Linked DNA regions of Callithrix jacchus: region 1 is linked to region 2. Evidence: chromatin contacts called from public Hi-C data. All regions are on one chromosome and are shown on one strand. The core of a region is the stretch at or near the end of the contact, and the rest is flanking DNA. Distances in the headings are between cores, read along the strand shown.

Region 1 (6,056 bases), core at 1,282-3,781, 570 kb before region 2:
GAGATGACCTGAACTCCAGCGAGCCCAGGGTTTCCTGCTGCTTTCTTTATTCTGAAGTGTGGGGAGTAAGAAGGGCGGGAGTCTGCGGGCTCAGAACTGGGCGAGGGGCCTGAAGGGGCCAGGCTTGGGCCTGGGGAAGGGGTAGAGGGGGCGACGGGGGTCGCTCCAAAGACTTGTTTTTCGCGTTTGCCTCCGGGAGCTGGAATTAAGGCCTCAGATGGCGCCGAGGCGGTTGCGAGGAAGCCGAGGGCCTGGGAGAGCAAGGGGTGCGCTGGCGAAGTTGCAACTTGCAATCCAGCAGCTGGCCTGGTGGAGAAAGGGAGGCTCGCGACGCGAAGAGTCGGCGGCCCTCAGGGCCTCGCCTTCGCCACATCTACCCAAAGCTCCGGGCCTTGAATCTCGGCAGGTGCGAGTTGTGGGCACCTCAGGGAACCCCGAGGTCCCGCGTTCCCCCGGGGTCTGCATCCGGTGCCCAACCGAGAGTTTCGCAAATCTTGGAAAGGATGAAAGCGGGTAGGGGAGCCTTATTTCTTAGAGAGAAGGTGAGGGCGCGCGGCGCCGCCTCCGGTAAGGAGTAAAGGCACCTCTTTCACAACTGTGAGTTTGGGCTTAGGCCGATGTCTAAATGTTTGCAGTCAAATTAGAATCGCAATCAAGCTGGAAGTGGCACTAGAAAAGAAAGCGCTCATGGCCTCCCCTACGCACACTCCCACCGAAGGCTCGCCAGAACCCTCAGCCAGCGCCTCAAGTACCTTTATACTTCTTGCTCCGTTACCTTCAGCTTGACCCAAAAGCACTGGTCTTATTATGCCTCTCGCCCCAGGTGCCTCTACCCTCACCCAAACATACCCATCTATCTTTGGAAATAACACCTCTTTCCTGGCTGCGTGGAGCAGGGGAAGAAAACCTTTCAGTAACAGAGAGCTGGAGAGCGGGAGAGCTGGGGGCTGGAGGAGGAGGAGAGAGACAGAGAGGGAAAGATCTCAGTGCTGGCAGATCGGAAGTGATTGATAATTTTCCAGAAAAAAGTCAAAAGCTTAAAAGGATAGCATCTGCATCAAGGGGCTAGAGAAGCCACCAGAAATTAATTTTCTAAGCCCAAATCCCGAACTCGAGATAGGCATGGCAAGTTCAGTTGCCTTTCCGGGTTTATTTGGTGAGGAGCCTTAGTGCTGAAGGGAAATAAAAATGCCACAGAATCTCTGTTAGGAGATGCTTATTAGGGCAATCGAAAACAAAAGATTTCGTGGTTTCATTATTGCTATTATTTTATTTTCTTCCTGAAAATGTGCAAGAACAGCTCATCCGGGTGGCCTGTGGTTTCTTTGGGAGAGGGGTGGGGAAATCCACTCTGACTGTAATTTAAAAGAGAACGAATTCTTAAAATAGAGATGTTGATGTTGCACAAACCCCTACTACCACCGCCCTGTGTTCTAAGACCCAAGGCACGAATGGAAGACGTTGACCACCACTGCAGCTCCTCCTGCTACCAGGCTCAAGGGGTTCCTGGGGAAACTGTCACAGAATTGAAAGCAGTATTGAACCCCACGGAAATCTGCTCTTGTGGGCACTTGCAAAACAACGAACCCCACGTGATCCGGAGATGTGGCGGAGGAGGGAGGCTAACATTTTCTACAACGTGCAGCAAAGGAGGGAACGCGCGTGCCCCTCTCCCGGGTTTCGGGGGGCAGCCTGTTTTGTAGTGTCTGAGGGAAAGGTTCGGCTAGGTCTAAGGGAGACGTTTGGAGCCATCCATCTTATTTTGTTTGAAAAGTCACTCGTTCAAGTTGTCACCGTGTGACAGCTCAGAAGAAAACTAATTTGCGGCCGCCCCTCCTCCTCGCTTTGCCGAGGATCTCCTGGGAGGCACGGGGCGGACACGGTGCTGAGTTGGGCCGGGACTCAGGGCCGCAGCATTCGGGCAGGGGCCCAGGAAAGATGGAGGGCTTTGCCGAGGACACAGACTCCTGTAATAAAAGCAGAATAAGGCCAAGAGGAGGAAAGCGAAGGGGCCAAAAGCGCGCTCCGCTCTCCACCGGGAGGCGGGCTTTGCATCGCCCTGAAGCCTGAGATAACAGTGCCTTCCCCACTCCCCGCATTCGCCCCGGGCGACAAGCACTTCAGGAAAGCTCCTGTGACCAGCTCTCTTTGCCCCATGGCGGTTTGAAGCTGCAGAAGTCAGAAGACAGCCCTCCGGAGTGGCTGCCTGGCCCCTGCGCAGAGGAGCAAGACGCGCTGCGCTGTGCCCTGTTAAGTCCACGCGGCCACAGCCAACACTTTGGCGTGGTCGGGGCGTGGCTCGGGCCCGGCCACGCCCCTCGCTCCTAATTCTCCTCCACTCCCGGCTCCCATTGGTCACGAGGATGGCCAATGAGCGCTCGGATCGAGGTCCTACCCCGGGCCTGACTCGAAAGCTCCTGCCAAAACTTTGGGAGTTTTTAGAGACGAGTTTTTTTTTTTTCTATTATTTCTCTCCCCCCCACCCCCCAACTAACGGATTATTATTGTTGTTGTTTTAAATTTAGCTCTCAGGGCTTAGCTGTTTGGGTTTTCTTGCGGTGTCCGGCTCCCGGCTCCCCGGCTCCCCGCCCGCCCTGCGGCCCCAGCACCCCGCGCTAGCCTCAGCCCGAGAGCAGTGAGTGCGGGCGCCGCGCCGCCTTTAGAGCGAGGCCGGGGAGCCAGGCGGTGAGCGGCCGAGATCCGGCCCTTGCCTGCTCCCTCGGTGGCGCTCGGGCTCCCGGCCTCTCGTCTCCAGTGCGGGCGGAGAAGCGAAAGCGGATCGTCCTCGGCTGCGGCCGCTTCTCCCGGGCTCGCGCGCCCCCTCCCCGCGCGCCCACCCACCCACCCACCCGGTTCCGCCGGACTGCGGCAGCCGCGCGGCTCACCCCGCCAGGATGTTCGCAGCCGGGCTGGCTCCCTTCTACGCCTCCAACTTCAGCCTCTGGTCGGCCGCCTACTGCTCCTCGGCCGGCCCAGGCGGCTGCTCCTTCCCCTTAGACCCCGCCGCCGCCAAGAAGCCCTCCTTCTGCATCGCAGACATTCTGCACGCCGGCCTGGGGGAGCCCGGGGCGGCCCCGGAGGGCCTGGCAGGGGCCTCGGCCGCCGCCCTCACCGCGCACTTGGGCTCGGTTCACCCGCACGCCTCTTTCCAAGCGGCCGCCAGATCCCCGCTTCGACCCACGCCAGTGGTGGCGCCCTCCGAAGTCCCGGCTGCCTTCCCCCAGCGGCTGTCTCCGCTCTCCGCCGCCTACCACCACCATCACCCGCAGCAACAGCCGCAGCAGCAACAGCCGCAGCAGCAACAGCCCCCGCCTCCGCCCCGGGCCAGCGCCCTGCAGCCCCCGGCCTCGGGGACGCGAGTGGTCCCGAACCCCCACCACAGCGGCTCGGCCCCGGGCCCCTCCAGCAAAGACCTCAAATTTGGAATTGACCGCATTTTATCTGCAGAATTTGACCCCAAAGTCAAAGAAGGCAATACGCTGAGAGGTAGGTCTTGGGCGGGAGAGACTGCAGGCCTCTGACCACGGCCCTGACACACTCCCCTGACCCCGGGCTGGCTTAGGGTGACTTTGAGTGTTTTTGCAATTAAGGACAAACGAGTACAATGGGAGAGAAGAAAACAAATTGTAAGAAAACTACAGAACATGAGGTCTAAAACTCACCTGCTCTATGTAAAACAAAAAATGACGCCCGGGATGCTTTAAAAACACGTCTTAGAATGAATATTTATAAAAATGGTTGGTGTAATTATCAGCTAAAATGATTATGATCCCTTTAATAATGTAACTAGATGCAGAATTATATTTTCTGACAGGTAAAGCATTTTTGGGAAACACTTTCCCATATCTAATTTCTAGTAAAAATTTCACCCTAATTTCTAGTAAAAATGTAAATAAAAAACAACCGCCTAGATGAGCAGGCAGAGTGGGGCCTCCTTTCGGGGAAGGTTTTGGGTCTGTGGAATTCTTGGAAAGCACGTGGAAGTGCGGCCGTAAGCCTAGTTATGTGAAGCCTTTGCTTGTTATATGCATGCATGTGGACGTGAGGGACACACAGGAACTTTTCCTGCGTCGCCCCTTGGCAACTGTTGGGAGAGAGAGGTTTCAGCTCGGAGACGAGTTCTTCGGTGACTTCGCTCTAGAAAAGCAAATCCAGGGCAAGGGGAAAGGGAGGAACAAATCAGCGCAGAGTCTGAGTGTGCCGGAGAAGTAACCTGCTCTCCTCCCTCGTCCCCAGATCTCACCTCCCTGCTAACCAGCGGGCGGCCCGCAGGGGTGCACCTCCCAGGCCTGCAGTCCTCCGCCGGCCAGTTCTTCGCTTCTCTAGATCCCATTAATGAGGCTTCTGCCATCCTGAGTCCCTTAAGCTCGAACCCAAGAAATTCAGTTCAGCATCAGTTCCAAGACACGTTTCCAGGTACGGAAAAACTCCAGAGTACTGCCTAACGGGCGGGCCTACTGACAGAAATCTCAGGACTGACGCGTCCGGGGGCGGCCGCGTTGTCACAATCTCGAAGTTGGGGCGGGAGGTTAAGGAGTCGGGAGTGAGAAACCGAAAGATTTCTCAGCGAGCTAGCGCTTGCTTCGGATGGTTCCCCCGAGAAAAGGGGTAGGGGCACCTGAGAGCCCAGAAAGTGTGTGCGTGGACTTGTGGGGTAGGGGGGCTTTCTTGAAGCCTTTTCACCCCAGAGTGTGGCTTGAAAAATGCAGCATCGATGTTGCTTATTAACATACGCACATTTTGGGATGACCGCAAACACTTGTGCTTGGTGAGCTTACGACTGGGTGCCTGGGCACATGCGGGAATAAGCACACACACGCACACACGCACACACACACACGCACACACACACACACGCACGCACGCACGCGATGATTCAGAGCTGTCATCATTCAGGCCCGAGGGACATTTTTGTGTACACTTCCTAGGCCTGATGGCCACGTATGAGGTTTATGTTTTTCCCTTGGAATTAACGGACAAGCCGCCAGGCTTCTCCACTCCACGCTCGCTTTAGGTCTTCCCACTGTCGCCTTAAGAGCTGTAAAATTCCTCTTTAGAGGGGCCATTCGGTGTGTGCATGAAGGGCTTTCTGAATGAGGGTGGAATCAACAGTTAACACCAAACGGTTTCAAGACTTACGGGACCTCCAGGCCTTGGACCGGTCACTGAACGGCCCTCTTGTCTTTCTTCCCTCGCGCTCCCACCCTGTGGCAGGTCCCTATGCTGTGCTCACTAAGGACACCATGCCGCAGACGTACAAGAGGAAGCGCTCATGGTCACGGGCTGTCTTCTCCAACCTGCAGAGGAAAGGCCTGGAGAAAAGGTTTGAGATTCAGAAATACGTGACCAAGCCAGATCGAAAGCAGCTGGCGGCGATGCTGGGCCTCACCGACGCACAGGTAAGGCAGCTCGGGCTCCAGGGCATAGCGCCCTCGGGCGGGCAGCAGCGCGGCCTAGTCCCATAGGCCTCCTCCACCCTGGCCCACTGGCCTCCTGCGGTAGAAACGCAGGGTCTTGAATTTCAAGAGGCTTTGGGGACTAGACAACTTGAGGGTGGAGAAGGGGTGAGGGAAAAGGATGGAGAGAAGAGCTCATCCCCAAGATGCATGTCCACAAGCGCTGCATGTTTATTTTGGCCAACAGGCTAAAGAACCACTGAGAAAGCAAAAGGGCCGCTGGAAATAACATTGACCTACTCAACTGTAGTGCAATTCGCTGTAGGAGGCAGTTTATTTCAGAAAAGATAAAAACCCAAAGGCAAGAGATTGTTGTTGAGTTTTTTTCCCTCTCACCCTCCCCCCTCCTCCTCCTCCTGCTGCTGCTGCTGGATTGTGAAATCCCCAGTTGTGAGGAAGTGAAAATATCATTTCAAACGGAATTAGTTAGCTCCAGGAGGGCAAGGAGTCCGCTTGAAGTGGCCACATATTCCAAGGCTTAGGCTCTGAAGAAAATCTGGAGGGAGGGAAGAGGTGAGGGAAAGAAAGAAAGAAAAATGATTTTCTTAGAATACCCAAGAGCGTTTCAGCAGGTTCTGCCTACTTGAATTTTTTCAAGAC
Region 2 (5,516 bases), core at 2,233-4,732:
TGAACAGATGCTTCACCAAAGAAGATACAGTATTACCAACCACCGCCTCCTCATCCACAGGGGACATACTTCAAGACCCCCAGTGGATGCCTGAAACTAGATAGTACTGAACCCTAAATAACGTGGCTCAAGCCTGTAATCCCAGCACGCTGGGAGGCCGAGGCGGGTGGATCACGAGGTTGAGAGATCAAGACCATCCTGGTCAATGTGGTGAAAGCCCGTCTCTACTAAAAATACAAAAAATTAGCTGGGCATGGTGGATCATGCCTGTAATCCCAGCACGTTGGGAGGCCGAGGTGGGTGGATCACGAGGTCAAGAGATCGAGACCATCCCGGTCAACATGGTGAAACCCCGTCTCTACTAAAAATACAAAAAATTAGCTGGGCATGGTGGCGCGTGCCTGTAATCCCAGCTACTCAGGAGGCTGAGGCAAGAGAATTGCCTGAACCCAGGAGGCGGAGGTTGCGGTGAGCCGAGATTGTGCCATTGCACTCCAGCCTGGGTAACAACAGCAAAACTCCATCTCAAAAACGAAAACAAAAACAAAAACAAAAAACCAATTATAATGATATAATAGAAGTTATGTGAATGTGGGTCTCTCCCTTATCTCGTACTGCACTCACTCTTCTTGTGCTGATGTGAGATGATAAAATGCCTATGCGATGAGATGTCATGACAGTAACCTGATAAGTGAGATGACTAGTGACTGACGGGCAAGTAGCCTCTACAGGGAGGACGCTGGACAGAGGTTATTCACGTCCCACGGAGCAGGGCTGCACCAGGTTTCATCACACTACTCAGAACAGTATGCAGTTGAAAACTTATAAATTTGTTCCTGGAACTTTGTATTTAGTATTTTTAGGCCACAGTTGACTGCTGGTAACTGAAACTGCAGAGAGCAAAACCTTGGATCGGGAGGGACTACTATATAAAGTACGAGAAAAGATACTCAACAGCACAAGCCATTCAGGTCATGTGAATTTAAACCACAATGAGCTACAATCACATACCTATCAGAATGTCCAAAATAAGCCCAGGCGTGGTGGCTCATGCCTATAATCCTAGCACTTTGGGAGGCCGAGGCAGGCAGATCACCTGATGTCAGGAGTTCAAGACCAGCCTAGCCAACAAAGTGAAACCCCATCTTTACTGAAAAAAAAAAAAAAAAAAAAAATAGCTGGGCTTAGTGGTACATGCCTGTAATCCCAGCTACTCTGGAGGCTAAGGCAGGAGAATCACTTAAACCTGAGAGGTGGAGGTTGCAGTGAGCCAAGATCACGCCACTGCACTCCAGCCTGGGCAAGAGAGTGAGGTTCTATCAAAAAAAAAAAAAAAATGTCCAAAATAAATACTGACAATATTGAGTGCTGACAAGGATGCAGAGTAAGTGGAATTCACATACATGATGGCTACAGCAACTCTGGGCGATGGCTTGGCAGCTTCTTTGTAAAGTGAAACATACGTCTACTCTATGACTCCACAGACCAATCCTGAGTATTTACCTTAGGGAAATGAAAATGTGTGTTCACATGAAAACTGATAAATATTCAGAGTAGCTTTTTTTTTTTTAACAGTAGTTTGAAACTGAAAATAGCTTAAATGTCCCTTAATGAGTGAAAGAATAAATAAACTGCAATACTGCATATGATAGAACACTATTCAGTAATAAAAAAGAACAACTTAGATAACTCCATGCTGAATAAGAGATTCCAGTCTCAAGAGACAGAATTACGGTGGTGGAGAAGAGATCAGTGATTGCCAGGGATTGTGGTGGAGGGAGAGGGTGACTGTAAAGGGATAGCATGGGGAAGCTCTCAGGGGTCATGGCACTGTTCTGTATCCTCTTTGTGGTGGTTACACAAATCTATACCTATGTAGAAATCCATAGAGCTGTACATCAAAGAGAAAAGTCAACTTTACTATAGGATAATTTGGAAAACAATTTTTTTAAGGCCAATGCATTTCTATTCGACTTTTCTATTCACAGTTTGTTGTCAACCTCATCTTTACTTAACTGATGACATCCTGTTTTCGCTAATACTGCTTGCCTGGCAGGGAGAAGTGAGGCATGTGTGAGGCATTGCAGATACAGAGATGAGTCAGGCAGAGGCCTTTCACGCAAAGGGCTTACCACCTGGGCAGGGAAATGAGACAGGGAAGTGAAGAGACGTCATCAATTTATGCTGCAGAAATTCAAGGGGTGAGAAATCCCTGGTCACCGTGGAAATGTAAGCACAAAGCGTGTTTTCTTAACTCAACCAAGAAGGAGTAATTGGTTCTGTTTACTGTTTTCTTACCAAATATATTTTTTGGAGGGGAATGGTGAAGACTTCCTTGCTTTGATCAAAAATATTAAATTAAAAAATTTCATTAGTTGATAGGAAAAGTGCCTGCTGGGTTGTACATTTACTGAAACATGGTCTGTGTCTAATTCCATTTACATATTTCGATAACCAGCACTCTGACTGTAGAAGTCTCATCATTCACTAAATATTTATTAAATGAATTGATGAAAGATAACATCATAAGCACAATGTTTAAATCCCTGCTAGTCATGAGGTTATTTTTTACTGAGTTGTCATATTCATCAGTATAGCTTCTGTCATAGTCATTTGGAGATGAAACATATTTTAATTACTATGTGCATAGTCCATTCTGTGGCTGTGTAGGTGGCACTCCCCAGGGGAAAGTCCCCAAAAGTGAGTCACCGTGATTATTCATGTCCTGTGGCAGCAGTCTTTGAAACCAATATCTACAGGAAATAAATACCAGGAATGTGAATGCAGATGCTTTGAGAAGACCACTAATCCTGCTATGATAAGTAACTGGGCAGTTATTCAAGCAGGGTGTTTTTAGTGCCATGGAAACAGACAGAGTTGGTGTTTTCCAGGGGAAAGTGTTTTAAATCCAGAGTCCTACCTAATCTGGATATAAATATGCTGTTATGAATCTAGCTTCCTAAACCAAGCCCTACCTTAATTTCCTCATCTGAGTGATAAAGGTCACCCACCACAGTCTGGTGTGAATTCATGGCAATTAAAGTTCTTACTTAGAAGTCATTATTTTTATTCCCATCTGGGCAAAAGTCAAGTTCAAAATCAGAGTTGTATCAGGGCTCAGCTTCTGTGATCCGTCAGACCATTTCTGTTTAGAAGTGAGTTTTGTAAAGTAAGTGCTAAGTATTTTAGGCAAAGAAACCCAGCTGTGAAAATACTGCTAACATTTGTACAGTTGTTTTATATGTGGATTTATTTTTACTTGCACTTACTTTAGTGCGATTCTTTGCAGAGAAGTTCCTCTTCCCCTCCTCTCCTTCCCCATGGCTGACTCTTGCTGCCTCTCATGGGTCTTTTGAGAAATGACAGTCTCTCTCCCTAATCCTTATGGGTCACAAGTGTTCTGCATCATGGCACACCCTTGACTAATTAGCATTAATAAGCGATGCTGGGAGAAAGAACCCTGGAGAAAAAGCAGAAGGCTTATTTTTGCCAAATTGGAATCGACCCAGCTAGCAAAATTTTCCAGCGTACTTTCTTGCTCTCCTGACTCTTGTGTGTTCCTGCTGCCTAAACATACATTTCTGACATGAGGTCTTGGACAGCCCATGAAAAACACTGCCCTGCAAACCTTTTGTTCCAGGGGATATGGGGACTTTATTTGTTTAATATACTTTTCCTAAACTGTCTACTGTGTGCAGGCCATGAGGGATGATAAGGCATCATTTCTGCCTTTTATCTCTTTGTGATGTTTTAGCAGAGATGTAGTAAAGATACATCAAACTATATATTAGTTATTGAGCACTTACTGTGTGAAAGGCATCGGGCTAGGTACAAATAGAAGAGCCTTGTGGAATAAACCGACTTCAACAGGCAGGGAACCAAAACAGGACAGGACAGGTAGGCTGTACAGCAAAAGGAAAAGCTCAAAGGCAGGAAAGTAAGGGCCAATTAGAGGGCTCTGATTTGGAAATCCAAAGCAAAGGGGCTTAGTGGGAACCTCTGGGTCTACATGTAAAAGCAGGGTTTCAAGGAGATATTTATTCTACCCATGTTCATAGCAGCATATTCACAATAGCCAAAACAAGGGAGCAACCCAAAGGTCCATCAGTGGATGAAAGAATCACAAAACGTGATCTGTATGTGAGTGAAATAGCCTTAAAGAAGAAGAAAATCCTGTGGAGCCCTGCAACATGGATAAGGCTTGAGGTCAGGATGCTGATGAAATAAGCCACTCTACAAAAAGAAAATACTGCATGATTCCACTTACATGACATTATTTAAGAGAAATCACAGTCATAGAACCAGAATGTAGTATAGGGAGGGTTTCAGGGGCTGTAGGGGAGGAGAGAAAGAGGAGCCATTGTTTAATGGGTATAGAATTTTGGATTTACAGGACAAAAAGTTATGGAGATGGATAGGGGTGATGGATGCATATTATGAATGCATTTAGTAACACTAAACTATACACTTAACATGGTAAAAATTGTAAATTTTATGGGTATTTTACCACAATAAAAAAATGGAAAAAAATGGGCATAGTGGAAAAACTCAGGATTCAAATCCTACCTCTTTCTCTTATACACTGATTCTTCATATACAGACAAAAAATAACAATTACACTTTTCAGGGTTATTGTAGATATTTAGCAAAATCCACTTAATACATGGCAGGCAGTCAGTTAAAGATGGTTTTTACTATTAGTCAGTTTGCCTATAGCAAACAATTTATGAAGGAGAACATGGAAAATGAGGTGGAAAGAGCAGTTTAGAGCCTCAAGTGAAATGCCTTGAGTGCCTAACTATAAAATGGAGCTTTATTCTGTGCCATGAGGAACCAAAGATGGTCAGTGAACAAAAGAGTGACAGGATCATGGAGCTGTTTTCAGAACAAAGAGGAGTGGATTAGGAGCAGGGGGAGAAGCTCACCAAATAGCTGCCAATTGCTTCGGTGGTTCTGCTGAGAAAATGGAAAGGAAAAGGTTTATTCGAAGTGACAGTACTTTGCTATCAGAACATTTTTATCCTACTTTAAATAAAATTCAACGTTATATGAAGAAACATTCAGGTAGAATGTAAATAAGTTAATGTTGTCCGTGCTTGATCAATTCCCCCCCCTTTTTTTTTTTTTGAGGCAGTCTTGCTCTTGTTCCCCAGGCTGGAGTGTAATGGCGTGATCTTGGCTCACTGCAACCTCTGCCTCCTGGGCTCAAGCTATTTATTCTGCTGTCTCAGTCTCCCGAGTAGCTGGGATTACCGGCACCTGCCACCATGCCTGACTAATTTTTGTATTTTTAGTAAAGACGGAGTTTCACCATGTTGGCCAGGCTTGTCTTGAACTCCTGTCAGGTGATCCACCCACCTTGGCCTTTCAAAGTGCTAGGATTACAGGCAGGAGCCACTGCGCCCAGCCAATTCCCAATTTTTTAATCAAACACTACATGTTTGGTGACAAAACATAAATGTGACATGGCATCCTTCCATCAGTACACACTTCGTGTGTTAAGAAAAAGCAAGCCC

Evidence for each region. A called contact is a pair of places that touch in the nucleus more often than the background predicts.
Region 1: a contact with region 2 is called in a Hi-C map of skeletal muscle, with 4 times the contacts expected there. The contact joins the promoter of HLX here to the enhancer-like site in region 2. A contact is called at or near these places in 2 of 3 Hi-C or Micro-C datasets (both in skeletal muscle).

Annotation. Positions count from the first base shown.
Region 1 is chr19:7,732,651-7,738,706 of calJac240_pri, reverse strand. It overlaps HLX (H2.0 like homeobox), which reads left to right and starts at 2,531. Exons shown (of 4, transcript XM_002760495.7): 1 at 2,531-3,486; 2 at 4,237-4,416; 3 at 5,215-5,399. The coding sequence starts at 2,895. It overlaps LOC144580347 (a long non-coding RNA gene), which reads right to left and starts at 3,184. Exons shown (of 2, transcript XR_013529683.1): 1 at 2,886-3,184; 2 at 1-1,967.
Region 2 is chr19:7,160,102-7,165,617 of calJac240_pri, reverse strand. All of the region lies in intron 1 of LOC144580311 (a long non-coding RNA gene), which reads right to left. Among named protein-coding and RNA genes, the nearest start is that of DUSP10, 280 kb to the right of the region's middle. Within about 2 kb of position 3,482, at least 4 of the 16 cell types and tissues checked have an H3K27ac peak or open chromatin away from gene starts, as enhancers often do. A contact at or near this core is called in skeletal muscle, where this site is marked.